Linked DNA regions of Mus musculus: region 1 is linked to region 2. The links are chromatin contacts, called in public HiChIP or PLAC-seq maps. All regions are on one chromosome and are shown on one strand. The core of a region is the stretch at or near the end of the contact, and the rest is flanking DNA. Distances in the headings are between cores, read along the strand shown.

The links. HiChIP or PLAC-seq counts read pairs in DNA pulled down with a chosen protein or histone mark.
Region 1: a contact with region 2 is called in an H3K27ac HiChIP or PLAC-seq map of thymic regulatory T cells, with 12 times the contacts expected there. The contact joins two enhancer-like sites. A contact is called at or near these places in 2 of 484 Hi-C or Micro-C datasets (CD8 T cells and Th1 cells) and 1 of 115 datasets of contacts at active chromatin or transcription factors (thymic regulatory T cells).

Annotation. Positions count from the first base shown.
Region 1 is chr6:97,316,677-97,320,585 of GRCm38.p6, reverse strand. The region is part of intron 11 of Frmd4b (FERM domain containing 4B); the gene reads left to right. Among named protein-coding and RNA genes, the nearest start is that of Gm32191, 66 kb to the right of the region's middle. Within about 2 kb of position 2,490, at least 42 of the 459 cell types and tissues checked have an H3K27ac peak or open chromatin away from gene starts, as enhancers often do. A contact at or near this core is called in Th1 cells and thymic regulatory T cells, where this site is marked.
Region 2 is chr6:94,687,927-94,691,848 of GRCm38.p6, reverse strand. The region is part of intron 1 of Lrig1 (leucine-rich repeats and immunoglobulin-like domains 1); the gene reads left to right. Among named protein-coding and RNA genes, the nearest start is that of Lrig1, 10 kb to the left of the region's middle. Within about 2 kb of position 1,393, at least 16 of the 459 cell types and tissues checked have an H3K27ac peak or open chromatin away from gene starts, as enhancers often do. A contact at or near this core is called in Th1 cells and thymic regulatory T cells, where this site is marked.

The DNA.
Region 1 (3,909 bases), core at 1,241-3,740, 2.6 Mb before region 2:
GTTCGAGGCCAGCCTGGTCTACAGAGTGAGTTCCAGGACAGCCAGGGCTATACAGAGAAACCCTGTCTCGAAAATTCGAAAAAAAAAAGGAGTTGTGTGTGTTTGTACAGATATCTGTGAGTATTTTTGCCATGCGGAGTCTCCAACCACAGAGACTCCAGCAGGCTTAGCAAGCACTCTCCCACTGAGCTATATCCCTAGTGCTTATTTGCCTTGCGTTCCTCGGTACAGTTTTCATCTCTTTAAAGGTGTCTTCCTCATCTTGCACAACTGTAATCCCACTAGCTGAAGGGGAGGGTGTGAGAACTGAATGAGATTATATTCTGGCCCCGTGCCTGATAAACAGCTATCACCAGATAAAGAAAAATCATTCCTCGGGAGGGAGGGAGGTAAACAATTAAAGAGAGCATGTGAAATATTTTTATACCGACAGGGAAGGGTATTGAAAGCAATCCTGGGATACTAGAAGTTCCTGTTTTCAGTCCCTATTCCCTACTGGTAAACCCTTTTTTCCCTGTGTGTTACCCATAATACATGAAGATGTGCTTGCTATTTATGAGAAGAAAAATCATTAATGACTTTATGACAGGTTCTCACATACCCCCAGACCGGTCTTGAACTTGCTATATAGGCAAGAAATCTTGAATTTTTGATTCTTCAGCCTTCAACTGGGGTTACAAGTGTGCATGACTGGGCCCTGTTTATATGAGGCTGAGGCTCAACCCCAAGGCTTTATGCACACAAGGCAAGTATCCTACCAACTGAGCCAGCCCCTCTTCTTAGGTTTTTATGGCTTGTATAGTACTTTTTAAAAAGATTTATTTATTTATTTATTTATTTATTTATTTATTTATTTATTTATTTATCAGATCCAGTTACACGTGGTTGGGAGCCACCATGTGGTTGCTTGGAATTGAACTCATGACCTTGAAGAGCAGCCAGTGCTCTTCCCCTGAGCCATCTCTCTGGTCCCTTGTTCAGCATTTTGAGAGAGAGAGAGAGGGGAAAAAATGTCTTTCACAAGAAACTAGACCATCCATCCGAGGGCAAGTAAGGCTTTAGTGTGTATGTCATGACCTAACTCTGGCTCTACAGCAAGGACTTCATCTGGAAAGCAGGGCCTGTAGGGGGACCAATAGGGCACTGCTACTCTAGGTATCTCCTAGACCATCCTGATGAAATGCCTTTCAAGATTAGCATCTTATTACTTCATAGCATGATAAGAGATCCTTGCAGTGAATATCTTCACTCTTGGCCTTCAGTTAAGTGATTTTTTTTAAAACTGTTGGAATTTCCTCGTGCCTGGAGGCGGATGTGTTAAGCAATACACACAGAGTCCTTCTGTTCGACTGCTATAGCAGCACTCCGTCCTGTACCAAAAGGTAGCAGCTTGATTATCTGTCTAATCTCAGACATCATGACTGTTTCCACTTCACCTTGCTCTTTCTGATGCCAGCTTGTCACCTTGGACCACAGAGAAGGTCCCTCTATCCCAGAGTAGGGTTTATGCTAGGAGACCAGGAAGAGTGCTGTCTGCATCAGTATAACACACTGTCTGGGGTGGAAGAGAAACTCTGGATTACAAAATGTGGCCAGAGGACCAGTCCATCCTGTTTGGAAAGTGGGTAATGAAGCTTCAGCCACACCAATAATCAATCTGTTTAAACCTGCAGAGCCAGTGGGAGGAGACCGCCAATCCTATCCCATGGGCTTGAAATGAGAACCAGTTTCGTGTTCCCACTGACCAGCTGGGACTTGGAACTGCCACTTAGCCTCTCTGCCCCCTCATTTTCTCATCTGTCAAGCTTGGAGGATTCTCCCTCCGCTTTCACCTCTCGGGGTTGTAGGCATCCAGTGGGCTAAAGGAAATTGTTCAGAGTGAAATGTGTGCCCCTGCACTCCATACTTCCCTGCACAGTAGGACATCTCTCACCACCTCTGTGCTTAATTCCAGTTAGGGGTTGAAATTCTGTGATGAGGACTTTCCAAGATTCAGTTGAGTGTAGTTAAAGAAGGTGAAAGGCATTGTAGAGCAAGCCCTTTATCCTTCAGGAAGTCCCCGTCTCATTGCAAGGAAGGCTGGGAAGCACTGTCTTCATGCTGGCAGGCTGTGGCCAAAGCTCTAACTCAAGTTGTTTTGTTACCAAAAAGAAATGCAAAAAAAAATATACTGTGGAGGAAGTAATTGTGGCTGCTAACTTATCTGTTTCTCTGAAAATATTCTAGAGAGATGGTTGGTGAAAACAAGGAAATCATATCACTGTAAACTCTGAATTGCCTCTGGTACAATTCTGTTGAGATGGAAGATCGGGCATGGGTGGGGAGGGACATTTGGTGTGTTCAGGGAAGTGACATTTAAGCTAAGACCTGAATGATGAGACGCTCACAAAGAACAGAGTGGTTTGTTCTTCGCTCACAGGAAGGAGGTAGGGTGAATGTTCAAAGGAGACCACTGACCACATCTTCAAGAATGAGAGGATTTCTTACATAGGAATGGCAGGTGCTCTCTGCAGAAGAGGAAATAGCTCTGCACAGAGGGCACCATCTCATACCCATGGCCACCCTCTTACTTGCTATACCTAGGACTTAACCAATGGTAGCATTGTCACACACACAAAGAAAAATGACATGTAGAGTTGGAGTTTGTAGCTCAGGTGTTTGCCTAAAGCTGGCAGGGTGCTTATCTAACACGTATGAGGTCTAAAGTTTGATTCCCAACACCATATAAACCAAGCACGGTAGAGTGTACCTTTGGTCCCAGTGTTCAGGAAATAGAGGTATGAAAATCAGAAATTCAAAGCCATCTTTACATTTAGCGCAAATTTGAAGTCAGACTGAGAAACAGTGAGTTCTGGGGGCTGGGTGTGGGGACAGGGAGAGAGAGACAGTCACAAACACAGAGACATAAACCATAAACAGAGTCAGAGAGTACCTGGTCATCTGCGGCGACACCTGGGAACAGCACCATGCCAGGCCTGGTTGTCTGACATGCATGCCCATGTGCCCCCATGCAAGTTGTAACAGGAAAGAGGCCAACCCCTCAGCCCTGGGTGGAGACATGGCCACAGAAGAAACTTTGGTGAGATGATGTCATTTTAGATATCCAGTTTTTACATGACACATTTTTTAAATACCCAGAACCTATCCTAACCCATCTAAACCTATTTGCAAAATAGCCAACATATTTAACTGATTACATGTGAGGTGTGACATTTTTACATACATATGGCTATGACATCACACCTGAAGAAGAATAGTTTTCAGACTCTGAGAATGTTCTGTTGGGATCTCTTATAAAAGTATTTTTACCACAACTGATACTGTTGAGTACACAGGACCGCTTTAGTCTGGGATAGTTAAGTCTCTCTAGCAGGTAACAGGTAACGTTTGTATCTAGAAAAGTACCTGAGCAACCATGTTGATTCTAAAAAGTATTATCTATGTGAAAGAATCGGAATTCTGATACTTACTATTATGGAGCAAAAGCATCTTCATTTACATATCCTACCTCTCAAAACCCAGAAAGAACACAAAATATTGCCCCCTAACTCAGCGTTTCTCAGCCCCAGCTGGATCACTAGCTTTTTTGAAGTATGGAACTCTCCTGAGCATAGAAGTACAGGGCACAGTGTCTGCACTTTGTCCTGGCAGCATCCTCTCTTCCCATGTGATCACCAGCCAAGTCCCCTCCCACCACCAGATAGCCTGGAAGTGGGGTGAGGTGGGGAATAGTTCAGTTGCCCTGAGCTGCAAACCACTAGTAATTGTTGAGGGATATGCAGGTCACAGGGCACATATGTAATCCCAGTGCTTGGGAAGCTGAGGCAGGAGGATCAACATGGGTCTAAGACTAGCCTTGGCTGTGAAATCAAGCCCCATTTCAAGGGACTTGGTCCTATTCCACAAAAT
Region 2 (3,922 bases), core at 144-2,643:
AGGATGTTTTCTTCTTATCACTGTTTCATAAGAGAGACAAGTGGGCAGTGTATTAATGACGTCGTGAATTCTGAAACTGTCAGCCACCTTCAGTAATTGCCCATGCAGGCCTGTTTCATAGGCTCCATGCTCCTTTCTCCTTCTACAGGGTTTTACAGAAGTAAATCCAGAGCATGCCATTTTCTCTGTAAATGTGTAGGATGTTCATTTAGCAGGTTGGGGGGGGGGGCATACTCACATGGCAACTCCTCATTAAAAGATGACTTTAAGACATGGGAACATGAACAAGTTCTGAAAAATAATGGACTTGTTTTCTAAAGGAAATTCTGACAACGTGTTTACAGGATGTTTGCCAAGCACATATTTCATGCACCCTGTTTTTTATATTCTCAAATTACGCGGGTTTTTTTTTTCCCCCCTACCTTTGGTTTTGTGAGGAGAGTTTGAAACATTTTTAGCACCCGAGCTCAGTCAGGTTGTAAAAGTCACTTGAGTTTTCTTCCATAGATCCTTAAATGAGAGGGTTCTTCCAAGCTATTATTTAGATTAGACTCTATTAGCAAGCAAATATAATTACAATGGGTCATTTCAAAGAGGCATTTTAGATATTATTATTATTTAGTGTAGAGATGATTAGCCGGTTGGTTGTAGCTAAGTCTTGAATCTGAATTGAGTTAACTCGTGTTTACTTTGCAGGGCCTGACCCTCCAGCTGTGTCTACTTGAGTCTGCTTTAAATAGAGTTAGAAGCACCCTATAAGAAAATCCCCCAAAAGCACAGAGCCAGCTTCCTGGAACCCTCTGGGCTCCTTTTAGCTTCACACAGATTAGAACAATGCTTTTTCCTCCTTGCTACTGAGCGGTCCATGGTCCTTGGTTCCGTTTCTCTGTTCTCTTTCTGTTGGTTGGAGGAATTTCTTTAAAATAAAGTTGATGATTTTCATATTCTGTCTGTGAAAATCTAATTCTAGGTAAATTACATAGTGTTTAGTGGTTTAAAAATCCAGCCTGTATGTGTCATTTTAAGCTCACAGACTCAGTTAAGCATAATTAAGCCACTGTCATATTTGATTAGATACCATTTACAGTGGATCCTCTTGTTTACAAAAGCATGCATACACAAAAGAGTTTGCTAAAACGTATAGGCAGGAGAACTAACTATGAGGCTCTGATTGTAACTTTAAGTTCTGTTTTGCAGATTGGGATGTGTGGTACCTAGGGTCATCTTCATGCTCACAGACTGAGTTTTCTTTTCTTTCTTTCTTTCTTTTTTCTTTTTTTTGACTAAAATAATTTTGTGTGCGTCTGTGACTTCCTTTCTCCACCTGGGACAGTGTGAGTTTCTGGCACATGAGCGCCTAGTGTTTGCAAAACTTTATAAACAGCCAGAAGAGCTCGTAGCTTCCAGGAAGTGGGTTGTTGATGCAACCGAGTGATGGATGCTGAGGCCAACTTGAGTGGGGGGGATTGTCCGCTCCTCTTCAGGAGAGGAGAGCCAGAAACCAAGCCAAACAAAGTGTTTATTAGCTACCAGGGCTACCTCATTCCCAATTCACTGTTTTCTCAGACCCAATGTCCGTCCGTGTCTTGTCCACAGGTAATCTGACCTCATGGAAGAGGCTCTCTGCCTTACGCAAGAGAAAAACCAGAAATTCTGCTAAGATTTTCGCTTTGTATTTGAAATTATGTATGTATGTATGTATATGTGTTTGTTGTATGTGCATGTGTTCACATGTAGTGTGTGTGTGCTTGTGCATTCTCTCTCTTGCCCCTGGAGCCCAGAAGAGGGTGTCAGATGCCTTGGAGCTGGAGTTACAGGTGTTTCCGAGCCAGCCAACATGGGGGCTGGAGTTCAGAGTCTGGTCCTCATGGTTGAACAACAAGTGCTCTCAATCACTGAGCTCTCTCTCCAGCCCCCGAGAAGATGTCTAGATTATTTCACAACTCTGTTTGAAATAATAATTGGGAACAGTTTAATTATGTTAGTTCTGGACCCACAAGTGAAATTTCTAAAGTTGTGGATAATAAGAATGTGGTAATATGGAAACCAGCTTGCAGCTGAGTCTCAGCAGGCCTGAAGTTCTGTCCTGGCTCTGCTACTGACGGGGAGTGTGACCTCGGGCTGGTCATCTACTTACCTATCTGTAAGAGACTTAAGACTTATAAAAATTCATTTTTAGGGTTATGATTCTGGCAATTGGAAGCAAAGAGGGAGTGAATTTACTGATTATTGGATTTACTGGTAAGAGAGTAAGTGGGTCTGTGTATGGGATGCCTAGCTGAAAGTACTCTGGCTTCTCTGCACAGATACCTAGGACAGCCAAAGGAGAAATGGAGCACTGGGGGAGGGGCTCCGTTAGGGACCCTTCACTCAGCCTTTGGTATTACTAAGGAGAAGCAAATAGTGCACTTTAAAGCAAGGCGGACCTTCCCCAGTCTGAAAGTCCAAAATGCTTCAGATTCTGACAGTTTTGAGCGCTAGCATGACACCACAAGTGGAAAATTCCGTACTGGGAACTTCGTTTTCATGTACAAAAGTATTAAAATTAGTGTATAAAGTTGCCTTGAGGCTATGTGTATAAGGTGTATATGAATCATAAATGAATTCATGTTTAGACTCGGATAGACTCCTCATGTAAATAACCCAGAACTAAAAAAAAAATCTGAGATCTGGAAAACTGTGGTCCCGAGCATTCCAGATAAAGGATTCTGGGCCAAAGAAAACTACGGGACCTGCAAGCTTGACGTCTTTGACTTAGCTTTTGAGGAACATAGCTTTAGAGAAAAGGCAAGAAGTTCCAGGGTCATTTTAGTAGGGTTTTCTTAGGGCCACCGAAGGCCACGGATGGAGTAGTTGGATCAGTGAAGTTTTCCCCAGCCTGCTAATCTTTCAGCTCCATGGGCTGAGAGTACAGATTCATTGGCAACAGCTGCAAGGAAGGCCACACCCACAGCTCTGTCCTCTGGAGCCAGCTTGCCTTTGGTTGTATGCATGAACATGGCTGATTCTGAGTAGCTTTAAGCCATTTTCCCTGGGAGCTTTTCTGTGTGCTTTTCAGTGTGGACACTCAGTAGCCTGACTTTTGTACAAATCAGTGACTTCTTTCTCCAATTTTTGTATTCGCTCACTTCCTTTTTAAAAATTGTTTTATTTATTTCTCCAGTCTATTTTTGTTGTTGTTGTTCAATAGATACCAAATTTACCCATCTATGGGTTTCCTTTTGGTCTAATATTGTTTTTGGAAAGTCTTGATTTATGCCAAATAGGAGTTCCGTGGAGGACCTAGTAGCTTTTGTTTTTTGTATTCTTTATTTTAAATAATTATTTGTGTTTGTATGTGTGCATGTGTTCTTGTTTCTGTGGGTGTGGATGTAGGTGTGGGGGAGTCTGGAGGGCCAGTGTTGGGTGTCTCTCTTCTATGGCTCCCCACTTTATTTTGAAGTGGTCTGTCAATGAAGCTGAGACTCATTCTTTAGGCTAACTTAGGTGGCCAAAGGCGTCATTTAGAACCTGGTGCTGAGGTTACAGGCGCATCCTCATCCAACTAATTATGCCGGTGCTGGAGATCTGAACTCAGGGCTCTGCGCACACACAGCATGCATGCATTATCTGCTAAGCTATTTCTGCAGCCCGTTCTCTGTGCTCTTCACAGCTACCTTCCTTCCATGTGCATCTGTTGTCTTCGCTGGAGATTGTTGGGCTCTTCCTTTTATGCAATTCTTACTTTGTATGTTTTCATGAGATGAGGCCGTAGGGTGTTCTTCTGTTCTCTTCTTGAAATCATGCTTCAGGGAGTTTGAGCTTTGTTTGGGGCTACACCATGAATGGGGTGAAGTTGGAGGCCAGGTAGTGGTGTTTTGAACCTCTTGATATAAGTTCAGCAGGAATTAGAGATTATTTTAGGAGTGAGTAGTCCAAAAAG